Linked DNA regions of Zea mays: regions 1 and 2 are each linked to region 3. The links are chromatin contacts, called in public Hi-C maps. All regions are on one chromosome and are shown on one strand. Each heading gives the region's core, a stretch centred on a gene start, on an enhancer-like site or on the middle of the called end of the contact. The rest is flanking DNA. Distances are from core to core; before and after follow the strand shown. Region 1 holds the start of LOC103647945 (probable apyrase 2). Region 2 holds the start of LOC103647935 (pentatricopeptide repeat-containing protein At3g18020). Region 3 holds the start of LOC100502357 (basic leucine-zipper 52).

Region 1 (3,862 bases), core at 580-3,079, 310 kb after region 3:
CATAGATAAAAAAACAAGTATATAAAAAATGTAATAATAAATTAAACTAGGACTCAATTAGCCTAGCGAAATAAATTGTCTAAACATAATGTTAACTTAAACTATAAACATAATGTTAACTTAAACTATAAAAAGTTGTTAAATTTGGTTATGGATAGTGTCTACGGAGTTAATCCTATATAAGAGCTAGTTTGAGAACTTCATTTTTTTTCCAAATGATTTCTATTTCGCTAGAGAAAAATAAACTATTTTTTCTTGAGAAAATTAAAACCTTTTCAAAAAATGTGGAGTCTTAATAAATATTTTGTGCCAGTGTTTTTTTGTTCTCTCGAAGGGACTCTACATGAACAACGCCGATGGCAACAAACGGTAGCGAACCAGAGCTCGATCGTAGCCTAGGCAAATTTCATTGAGCCAAGGCAAATTTAATTAAACAAATTAAATTGTGTGTTTTGAAGCATGTTCTACAATAGTAGAAACATAAGACTGCAGCGAGCCTGAGCATGTGCCTAGGATCGCCGGGCTCTGGATGTCAACAAAGAGATTAGAATTTCCAAAGGAATGACAACCAAATGAACCTATAAATTTTTTTATGGCAACGAGGGGGTTCATAAGATTTTGGTAAGAAAAGGATTATATAGTCCCCACCCACCCACACACTTTGATTGTCTTGGAGGCTTCGATCCGGCCGTCAAAGTCAAAATCTTGTGACGGCACCACGTGGCACGTGCCCTGTTGCCACGTGTGGAGATCCGGGAAGTTGGGGAGGTTGACCCTTGACGTAAAATCAAGGAATCTGGAGCGCACGGTTTGGGCCTGGGGATCAGCTCGCAGGGGGAGTTCTGGGTTCTCGTTGTGGGCCGCGTGGTGATCCCGGACAGTTTGCTAGCGGGCCAACAAATGCGATGTCGCTGATGGAATTTGTGGTCACGCTGCTCCGCCCATTACGCTCCGTTTTTTAGAGCCTTGTGCATTTATACAGAAATACTAATAGACAAATTATTTTTAGTTGTGTTGTTAGACCGTGTTTAGAGCTAATAGTTAGTGCTAAAAATTAAAGGTAGAGATCCCGACCTCCAACTAATTGGTAGCTAACAATTAGTTTATTAGCTCTGTTTAGCTAAACAGGGCCTTAGAATGTTAAAAAAAACTCGAAGAAGCACAGGTCAGAATGTCATCAGTTGGGTCTGTTGGTTTATTTCTCCACAAGGATGCTCTGGAGCAGCTTCGAGTGCTTCTTGGATACTATTGCAAGCTCAATTTCTCTCTTCGACGCTAGCAGGGAAGCTCATGCAAGTTCAGATGCAAGTGCTCTGTCATTCATTGCAAGTTCAGTGGTTATCCAGTAAAGTCTGGCTCCAAATTCTCATTGCTAAGGACACGGGTGCTCGAGCTGATAAGCATGGACATTCAGATGCATGCAGAAGTAATTAATTGTCTTACTCTGTGCTTTGGCATGTGGACTGCAGCAATGGGGTGCACATTTGTGTGGTTATGGGATGCCAACATGAGCTAGACTTCATCGAAAGGATGATTCAAAAAACACGCGGCGTGGACCCAGCCAGCATGGAGACCGACGGAGTCCCAGTCCCGGGCTTCGTATTCGTTCCACGCCAGCCAGCCGCAGCCCTTCCAGCCCGGGAGCGCCGGCCAAACTCTGAAAGCGAACCCAGGTCTCCTTCAATTCAACACGATGCGCGCCTCCCAGAAGGCGGAAGCCACCGGCGCCAGCACGGCGAAATCGGGGCGGGCAGCAGCAGGAGCAGCACGCACCGTCGCAGCGCGGTCAGGGCCAGTATAAAAACGCCGTCGCATTCCAAAGCCGCCGGTTTCCACACACCACGCCACAGCCAGCCGGGGGTGGTTCGGCATCGGCTTCGGCAGGCAGAGCACTTTCCATCCGGCCCTCGCCTCCTCGCGCTGCATCTCCCCTGACCCCTGTGCCTTGTCCGCCCGCGGCAGATCCTGAGGCGGCTCGCACTTCCGTGTTCCGTCCGCCGCGCTTCCCTTTGCCCACGCCACGCGATCCCAATTTCCAAACCCGAGCGAGGTCAACTCAAAGTACCCGCGCCGCGCGTACGCCATAAACGTTGCCTGCCGCGTCTTCCGACCGTCCCCCACGCCACGACGCAGTCGCAGCAGATCCACCACCGACGCGCGCGCCGCGCGCCCCGACGCGGAGCGCTGGATCCCGCGCAGCAGGAGGCGGCCAACCCGTCGCCGTCGCAGTCTCCCCCGGCCCCCGCAAGCGGCGGCCGCGGCGTCCGCTACCGCACGCCCTCGTCCCCGGACCTCCTGCTCCTCCCCGCCGACCCCAAGATGCGCCGCTACTCCGCGCTGCCCAACGGCGGCCGCCAGGAGACGCTGGCCGACCGCGCGCACCGCTACCGGGGCGTCTTGCTCGTCGTCCTCGCCCCGCTCGCGCTCGTCTCCCTCGTGCTCCTCCTCATGCCGCGCTCGCCCGCCGGCGCCACGGCCGGCGCCAGGAGGTCCGGCCCGCCCGGGGCCGACAAGTACGCCGTCATCTTCGACGCCGGGAGCTCCGGCAGCCGCGTCCACGTCTTCCGCTTCGACGCCAACCTGGATCTCGTCCACATTGGCAGCGAGATCGAGCTCTTCGTCCAGGTACGCTATGCCCCGCGCCGGTGATCCGTTCGCCGATTGGATCTGGATCTGACTCGCGTCTCCTTCCGCCTGCAGATAAAACCGGGGCTTAGCCACTACGCCAACGATCCCCGGGAGGCCGCCGAGTCGCTCGTCTCTCTCCTTGACGATGCCAAGCGAGTGGTGCCCGCGGAATTGCGCGACCAAACTCCTGTCAGAGTCGGGGTGGGTGGCACATCGCACCAGTTGATTTTGTTGTGCTTGATAGTGTTCTTACTGAATTATTTAGCTTCCTTCTCCTCCATCCTTGCGCAGGCCACCGCAGGGCTGAGAAATTTGGGTGCACAAAAATCGGAGGCGATATTGCAAGCGGTAAATGGTTCTTTTAGTATAACATTTCAAGGATGCATTCATCAGTGGATGTAGCATGGTTTCACTAAGTGATTTCTTTTGTTGTTGTTTGATTATGACCATGATCAGAGCTTTCGATTAACTCTGATGGCATATCCATAACTGGTGCAGGTTAGGGACATTCTTCGCGAAAAGAGTTCCTTTAAAAACCAACCGGATTGGGTTACAGTTCTTGATGGAACGCAGGAAGGTGCATACGAATGGGTATGATGCTTTTCTTCTCCATTTGTTGCTGCTCTAATTCGTAACTTTGCCAGCTGATTCTCAGAAATGCTTCTCACAACTCAATGTGGCCAAGGCTTTCGATTGACAAGATTAGTTAGTGTACCTGCATTCTATTTTCATTGGTTAGTCCAGTAACAAGTAACGAGTAATACCTTTCTCTCTACTTTTAGGTTACCATCAATTATCTGTTGGGAAACTTGGGAAAGACTTATGCAGACACAGTTGGAGTAGTGGATCTTGGTGGTGGATCTGTCCAAATGGCATATGCTATTGCAGAGAAGGATGCAGAAAAGGCTCCTAAACCATCCGAGGGGGAAGATGCATATGTGAAGAAATTGTTCCTCAAAGGAACCACATATTATCTTTATGTTCATAGGTTAGTGCTATAAATTATTGAGCTTTGAATTGTTTCTACTGTTTTAAAGTCCTAATTTACATCACCTGTGGCAACCCAAGGCATAGTAACAAGCATCAGCAGTGTGAAACCTATTTAAGGACCTGATGGTGGTACCAATATTGCAAATCCCTTGGTTCTTGTATTTTGACTCATAGTCATATTTCATAACAAAGCTGAAAATTGTTGTAGTTCTGGAAGTAGAAACTTAGAGGGAATTGTTATGTA
Region 2 (3,840 bases), core at 152-2,651, 440 kb before region 3:
ATCAGGAGCACAGAACTTCCCGCTGAGCATGTCGTCCATGATCCTCCTTGCCTCCTGGGTCCTCCTGGACTTGCAGAAGCCATGGATGACAGTGTTCATGGTGATCACATCCGGCTTGCATCCAGCCTGCAGCATAGAAACAAGCACACCAAGCTGCTCGCTCGGGTTGTCCACAACACGCAGTGCCCCAAGAAACACATTGTATATCCTTGTCCTGGTCTCCTCACCCGCATCTCCACCACTGTCCTGGCCACACTGGACGGTGGGCTGCAGCATCAGCTCCAGGACATCCTTGGCCTTGGCGAGCTCATTCTCACGGCACAGCTCGTCCACGAGCACCTTGTACGTCACCTCCCTCGGGCGGTATCCAAAACTCGTGCCTTCCATCACCAGCTGGTGCGCTCTTAGGCATGCGCCAGGCTTGGGCATGGTGCACAGCCCGTGAACAATGCAGTTGTAGGAGACGGCGCTCGGGCATATCCCTCTCTTCCTCATGATGTAGACGATCCTGGACGCGCCGTGGTGCTGCCCGGCCTGGCACAGCGAGTCGATCATCTGCGCGTACGCGAAGTCGTCGCCCACGCCGCACCGCCGCTGCGGCATCTCCTCGGCGACCCGGAACAGAACGTGGAAGAACCCCTCGGCACAGAGGCACTGCACGAGGTTGGCGAACGCCGCGCTGGTGACCTCCTGGTCCTCACGGAGCCGATCGCCGCCCGCCGCGCTGGGCCAGAGGGCTGTGTCGACGACATCCATCGCCGCGCCGACGTCGCGGGCGCGGAGGAGCGCCTTGGCAAGGAACGTGCGCGCGAGGGAGGTGGGCGGCACCCCGCGGGCGGGCATTTCGTCGAGCAGCCTCTGCACGGCGCGAGCGTCGGGCGCCCGCGCGTACCCGTCGAGGAGCGCGGCGTAGGACAAGGCGTCCGGAGCCGCGCCCATGCGGAGGAGGAAGCGGTGCGCCAGGAGCACGTGCCCCGCGCGGCAGAGGTGCGCGAGCAGGCGGTTGCGGTTGGGGAGGGAGGGCGCGGGCGCGGTCGCGGCGGCGGGGAGCGCCTGGAGGAGGCGGAGCGTGAGGAGCGGCGTGCGGGCGCGCAGGAGGCGGATCAGGAGCGCATCGGCGGCACGCGCGTGGAGACGGCTCGCCGGGGAGAGGAGGAGCAGGGACGCGCGCCGGTGCGCCTCCGCGGAGCGGCCCGACGCGCAGAGATCGTCCACTAGGCGGAGCAGGTGGTCCGGGTCATGGTGGTGCAGGGACGGCAGCGGAGGGCTCGCGGCACGCATCGCCGTCGCTGGCTCCCTAGTCCTTGCTACACCATAGCGGACGGACGCTGTCTCCGATCAGTCCCAGTCCCAGTCCCAGTTCGTCGTCGACGACGAGGGAGGTAGCGGCGTGCAGTTGGCGGGCCATAAGTGATTAGTCGCAGTTGAGAGGCCGAAATACTTGGAGGCCCTGCAGCGGTGCGTGCACCCAGGGCCCAGGACTCGAAGCAGCCCAAAAGTTATTGGGCCACACAAGTACAAACTAGGGCATGTTGGATTAGAATGGAAAGGGCAGGCTGCAGGCAGCCTGGTGGCCCATAGGGGCTGCCTGGCCGGGTAGAGATCCAGGCCCAGGTTGACCGATCACTGCCGAGGCGCAGCGCAGGAACCAGGAACAGACTGAGTGCTGACACAAACATGGTGACGCCGAGTGACAGTGGCGCTGGTGTTGCGTCTGCCTGCCCAGCACTGCAGTGACCACCGTTGCTTGGCTGCCCTTTCGCAGTTGCCCTAGGCCATTGCTCGGCGCTTTGCTTTCGCGGAATCCGACGCGGGCGGTGAGACACTGACATGGTAGTGGTGGTGACACGGAGTAGACCGACAGACTCGACGCACAGCCATCAGGCGCTCGATCAGGCTGCCACTGCCTCTACGACCTGACGCACTGCCACTCCTAGCACTCCACCATCATCATCACTTCGTCAGGCCGGGTGTCATATCACCCAATCTAGCTGCAAAGTGCAAAGCTTTTTCTCCCCCTTCTCCGATCCGCTTCACTGCATGCAGCTCTTTGCTTGCATGGAAATGGAGAGCAGTACGTTTCTGGATTCTGATTTCTGAAGGTAGCGATGCAGAGACATGCAGTGCAGCCAGCAGTGGTAGTTGGTTGGTTCTCCGACTGTGAATGTGAATGTAAACCCCGTCAGATCAATGCGCCCCCGCGAATCCCGGCCGGCCGGCCGGCTTTCTCCTTCCTTCCTTCCTTCCTTCCATGGGCTGATGGGCCAAGCATGGCTGGCTCGTCCGTGGAGGCTAGCTAGCTATGGTCCCCCGGGAAACACGCATGGCGATCGGTGCACGCATCATGCATGCAGATGCAGTAGTGCAGTGCCTGACTGACCTGCGAGTTGACGGCCGGCCTGACGGGCCTGTGATTCGACCCAGCTCAGCTGCCTTTGCGTGTGCGTTTCGCACTTGCATGCTTGCTTTTCATCCATCTCTTCAGCCTTCATGCATGGCTGCCGTAGTGTCAGGCTATGGAAGACGACGATGGCCAGGCGCTAGCTCGGGAAACTGAATGAATTGGACTGTGCTATGGTCTGCTGCCCGAGCCCGACATGGGAAAGGAAGGCGGCCATGCATGTGCATCCATGCTCTTGCAAGTACGTGCGCACTCCTCGCCTGTTCTGCTCGTTGTTCCTTCCCATGCATGCAGATTGCAGCATGCTTTGTGACGACGTCGCCACAGTGGAAATGTTGCGTGCTGCATGCGCTCTATATATCATCTGGTGCTATATATGGCCATTTGGCACTAACACGATGGGCCAGCCCAGTCACGGCACGAAAAAACACGGTCCAGACACGACCCGGTCCGGTTAGTATAGTGTCAGTGCCTGGCACGACACAGCTATAGTGCCGTGCCTGGGCCACTATCTCGATCCGTAGTGCTGGCACGGGCACGACACGATTACATTTTTTATTTTAAAAATAATAGTTTACATATATTAAGTATAAGAATTCAACATATAACACAATAAAACTATAGCTGCACTGGTTAGATAGATGCGTTTAAGCCTTTTATGCACTAGGTTGTGAGTTCGAGCCCCTATAACTACACATTTTTTTGTTAAATTCTATAATATACTCAGATGAGCCATAGTGCCACCGCGCCGGCCCGGCACGACTAACAGGCTTATGGGCCGTGCCTGGGCCGCGGCAGCGGTACACCGGCCCATCTGAACACGGCACGCTTCGCTAGCCGAGCCTGGTGGTTAATATACTCAGATGAGCCATAGTGCCACCGCGCCGGCCCGGCACGACTAACAGGCTTATGGGCCGTGCCTGGGCCGCGGCAGCGGTACACCGGCCCATCTGAAATAATATACTCAGATGAGCCATAGTGCCACCGCGCCGGCCCGGCACGACTAACAGGCTTATGGGCCGTGCCTGGGCCGCGGCAGCGGTACACCGGCCCATCTGAACACGGCACGCTTCGCTAGCCGAGCCTGGTGGTTAATATACTCAGATGAGCCATAGTGCCACCGCGCCGGCCCGGCACGACTAACAGGCTTATGGGCCGTGCCTGGGCCGCGGCAGCGGTACACCGGCCCATCTGAACACGGCACGCTTCGCTAGCCGAGCCTGGTGGTCCGTGCCGGCCCGTTTGGCCATCTATATTTGGTGCTCACGCTACTACTCACAACAGCAATCCAGGATATTCCCGTCGGCCGGGTACCGACGGGATTTACTCTAAAACCGACGGGATTTAGCTATTCCCGTCGGTTTTAGTGTAAATCCCGTCGGTACCCGGCCGACAGGATCTACCCGACGGGGATTGCATTAACTCCCGTCGGCCCCGAC
Region 3 (4,123 bases), core at 458-2,957:
GACTTCACTATAGATGCTAGGGCTGGAAAAAAGCTCGAGGTTCGCGAGCTAGCTCGAGCTAAGAGCGGCTCGCGAGCCGAGCCTATTTTTTGAGCTCGTTAGAGCAGCGAGCCGAGCTGGCTCGTTTAGGCTCACGAGCTATGCCAAATTAATCAATTTGCAAAATAACAATAGACATTGTATAATTCTATAGATAATAGACTCATTTCTTAGCTTTTTATGATGAATATATGACAATTCATAAGTTAAACTACTCATGATATTGAATTATGATTTTATATTCCACATTTATATATTTTTAATTTATTTTATAATGCAATAATATTACCAAGGTGCGGTGCGGCTCGCGAGCCAACTTCGAGCCGAGCCTGATTCTTGAGCTCGGCTCGGCTCGTCTCGTTTCCACTTTCCAGCCCTAATAGATGTGGAGAGGTTGCTTCAAACCTGCGACCTGGTGATTTAGTGAGACAGCTCTCACCACTGCACCCACCAGGCCTTCCCTTCGATTAAGACACTAACTAACGAAACAAAAAAATGACATCTCAATAACTTCTAGGGTCAGTTGGAAACATGCCACTCAAAATTTTGAAAAAAAAAAATAGAAACTAGTTCATTTCCATGCCACTCCATGGAGTCAAAATGAATTAGACGTCTAATTTTGTAAAAGTTAGGTGTCATGCATACAATAAATCCTAACTTTTATGGGTGCTTGCTTTCACTTGGAAAGAAACCTAGTACGCGACAAGGACGAACTAGCTATCCAATTCAGTTGGTCACCTTGCTGCAACCCTATCCAATAAGCTGCCTTTCATTATCCAGATGATTACAGATGACGTCTCAAGTAGTTGGCAAGACTTACAGGTGGCGATGCTTCTTTTTTCATTTTGATGCACGTAATATCAAAAGTTATTAAGCATTATGCGTCTTTTTCATCGATATAGATCACAAAAAGTAGGAATAATCTCACCTGCAACCCTACCAACCAAGCAACTACCAGTGCAGTGGTACCTAGTAGTGCCAGAATGCGAGGACGGTGGCAATGGAAGTATGGTAAAGGGCTAAAGGCGTCACCTTTTGGCGCGCTTGGGGTCGATGGCAGCGAGCTCGGCAAGCTGCTCGGAAGACATGGCCTTCTTGGCCTCCATCACCTCTCCAAACATGCCTCCGCCGCCGTCCTGCTGCCCGGCCAGGCCACCGGCGGCAGCCCCCATCCCGAAGCCGTCAAAGGAGGCGCTGTGGCGGTGCTTGGCTGGGCGCGGCGGCGAGGAGGTCTCGGCGGCACGGTCGCGGTCGGCGCCGGCGATCTTGTCCATGTCCATGAAGGTGGAGAAGAGGTCGTCCTCGGAGCCGATCTCGTCGAAGCCGCCGCCCACGCCGCCGGCCAGGTCGTCCGAGAAGCGAAAGGCCACCTCAGATCTGGCGCGGCGGTGGTGACTCGCGCGCGGCGGGGGCAACCCGGCGGCCGACGGCGCAGGCGGCCCGCCCGGGACCGGCGGCAGCGGGCAGGGCAGGTTGAGGTTGGGGCTCCGCGCAGGCGAGCGCTGCGGCGGGTCGCCGGGCTTCGGCGGCATCGCCATTGCGACGGGCAGGTCCGCTCCTCTCTGCCTCTCTCGCTCTCTCTGGTCGGCTACTCGGCTGGGTTGCTTGGCTAGCTGCTCTGCTAGCTACTAGCTAGGCAGTGGCGTGTTGGGTTCTGAAAGAGAGTGCGGGATCTGGGATTGGGAACGAAGGAGGTGGGGCCCCCGTAGTCATGTGTACCTCACACGGACACAGGACCATGTCGTCGCCCACGGGAGCGGCTGGCTTCTTTCCTTTCGGGCTTCACTGGGCTGGACACATCTTTTGGAGTAGAGTTTTTTTTTAGAATAATAAATGGGCTGGATGAACCTGACCTGTGGTGGGGGTGCAATGTTGCTCACAGGCCAGCCTTGGAGCAGTAAAAAAAGGAGCAGCTAATCATAAGTTGTTTTTTTTTGACGGTTTTGAAACAGCTGAGTTATATTTTGTTCGAAAGAAAAATGTGTTAAAATATTACATGGAAGAAGATCAGAAACAATCAGGTGAACCTAGCCTTTTTTCCTAAACAAAAAACAAGCATGTCTTGGATCGGAGTTCTATTAGAAAAAAGTAGTGCATTTTTGTTACCACTTCAGATTGTACATACCAAAGGGGAGTACAATTTTGGAGGGTCTAAAATTTTTGTTTCCTCCTTTTGGGTTGCGCAAGACTGATACTTTCAGCACCAGTAAAAAGAACTTGCTCTAGACTGATACTTTCAGGTTCTCACTCTGTATGAGTTATTGAAGCCAATGTTTAAGCGTCAGATTACAACACCAACCAACACAAGCCTCATACGTACACGTAAGTTACTCCCAGCCTCCAGGAGAAGCAGCTCCATGAAAAAAAATCACGTCAAGTAGCGGCGGCAGCGACGGCGTCGTCGTCGTCGTCGGCAGCCTTGTCCTGCTGGTTCTCGCCAGCCTCGTCGACGGCCATGGCGTTCGGTTCCCGCTCTGCCGATGCTGATGGGACGAGGCCCTCGTTGGACGTCCGCTCCTCACTCTCCACCAGAGCCGGAGGAGGGACCGTGGCCGTGCTGGAGCTGCCACCACCTTGCTCCCCCACCAGGCTCGTCAGGCCATTCTGCTTCATGTAGTTGTCAAGCGGCCGGCCCGCCACTTCCAAGAGACCCATCATGCTCACCGGCCGGGGCTGCTGCTGCGCAGCCTGGACGGCAGGGGCAGCAGGGTGGAGGTTGAGGTCGACGTCGATGTGCCCCTGCTTGTTCACGTCGGACACCTTGTCCAACATGGTCGCCGTCACATCACTGTTGTCTCGGGTGCTGTCAAGCGTCTGCGGGGATCTCGACAGGCTGCTCCCCTCAGGCTCGTCTCTGTTCACCCATGCGATCTTCTTGCCGGCCTCCGCCTCCTCGCGCTCCGACTGCCGCTGCTTCTTCCTCATCATCAGCGTCTTGAACCGGCGCCTGACCGTCATGCACACGTTGCAGGTGCACGCGGGGCTGTGCTTCGGGCCCTTGCCGCTGGGCGGCTGGATGCACACGATGCATGTGCAGCCAGGGCGATGTCGGGGGTGCTTTGTGGTTGTCGCCACTGAGGCGCTGCCTTGGTTCCCGACTTCGCCAAATACTGCGGCGGTGGCGAAAGCATCAAGGCTGGATGCATCCATTTCAGCGACGTTCAGCTTCAGACCATAACTGCCCTTTCGCCTCCTCATTTCTGCAATATACATGCATTGTATGAGCTCCTCCCCTCTACAAAGTCCTGACGAAGTTGACTTATCAAAATACATCATGCCTCACTTCCTCTCAAACCAATGGACTGTTAGATCGGTATGGCAAAGAGTTATGAATCATTGCACAGAGTTCCCATTTCAAACAAAGGTCAGGTAAGCTATCCCAGTGCCCTTCCTTATATGGCACATCGGCATCTTGAAATTTTGTTGTAATATAAAGAAGATTGCCCTAGTGGAAAAAGACCTCCCCTGAGGCATTGCAGAAAATTACTCAAACTGAAGGTTTGAGAAAAGATACCGAAAGCTGGCTACCCCAGACAGCAAGGGGCCTTTTTTTCATGCAATCCAGGGTTGAACCCTGACCGGCAGCCTCCCACTGGAGGTCCTACCACTGTGTTTGAAAATTTTGTTATCAAGGTCAGTAAACATATGTAAATCGTACCTTCATACTGCTGCAGAACACTTTGCAACTCTCTTGGGGTCAACTCTTCAGGCGCAGAGCAGGAGCAGCTGCAACAGTTGAATTTAAAGTACAATGAGAATAAGTAGGAGTAACAAAAGTAAGGCTAGAGCAGTCCAGCAACGGAGTAAGGGACAGTGTCACAGACCGAATGGCCTCCGGCAAGAGATAGTGTGAAATACGTACATGCCTAGATAGGGTCTCAAAAAAAACAAGGGACAGTATCACAGACAATTGGCCTGATGCCAAAAAGTTTTTCCAATACGAATTGTTGAGAGGGATACGAGAGAAAAGAGCATATTTCAAAGTACATGGATTAATCTAGCAAATCAAGGATCAAGTGTGACTGAAATTCTGGATTGACCAAGACTGTAACATGGAATGAAACAGATGAAGTCCATATAAAAT

What was found. Hi-C and Micro-C count contacts between places; a contact is called where the count stands out from the background.
Region 1: a Hi-C map of leaf mesophyll shows a contact between it and region 3, with 2.0 times the contacts expected there. The contact joins the promoter of LOC103647945 here to the promoter of LOC100502357 in region 3. A contact is called at or near these places in 3 of 25 Hi-C or Micro-C datasets (bundle sheath, leaf and leaf mesophyll).
Region 2: a contact with region 3 is called in a Hi-C map of tassel, with 2.0 times the contacts expected there. The contact joins the promoter of LOC103647935 here to the promoter of LOC100502357 in region 3. A contact is called at or near these places in 3 of 25 Hi-C or Micro-C datasets (ear, leaf and tassel).

What each region holds. Positions count from the first base shown.
Region 1 is chr2:224,085,055-224,088,916 of Zm-B73-REFERENCE-NAM-5.0, forward strand. LOC103647945 (probable apyrase 2) reads left to right here and starts at 1,830. Exons shown (of 9, transcript NM_001353419.1): 1 at 1,830-2,625; 2 at 2,701-2,829; 3 at 2,920-2,976; 4 at 3,127-3,219; 5 at 3,411-3,616. The coding sequence starts at 2,320.
Region 2 is chr2:223,344,384-223,348,223 of Zm-B73-REFERENCE-NAM-5.0, forward strand. It overlaps LOC103647935 (pentatricopeptide repeat-containing protein At3g18020), which reads right to left and starts at 1,402. Exons shown (of 1, transcript XM_008672436.4): 1 at 1-1,402. The coding sequence starts at 1,281.
Region 3 is chr2:223,779,837-223,783,959 of Zm-B73-REFERENCE-NAM-5.0, forward strand. LOC100502357 (basic leucine-zipper 52) reads right to left here and starts at 1,708. Exons shown (of 4, transcript NM_001196835.1): 1 at 1,072-1,708. The coding sequence starts at 1,577. LOC100216901 reads right to left here. Exons shown (of 12, transcript NM_001359517.1): 11 at 3,698-3,765; 12 at 2,122-3,239. The coding sequence ends at 2,413.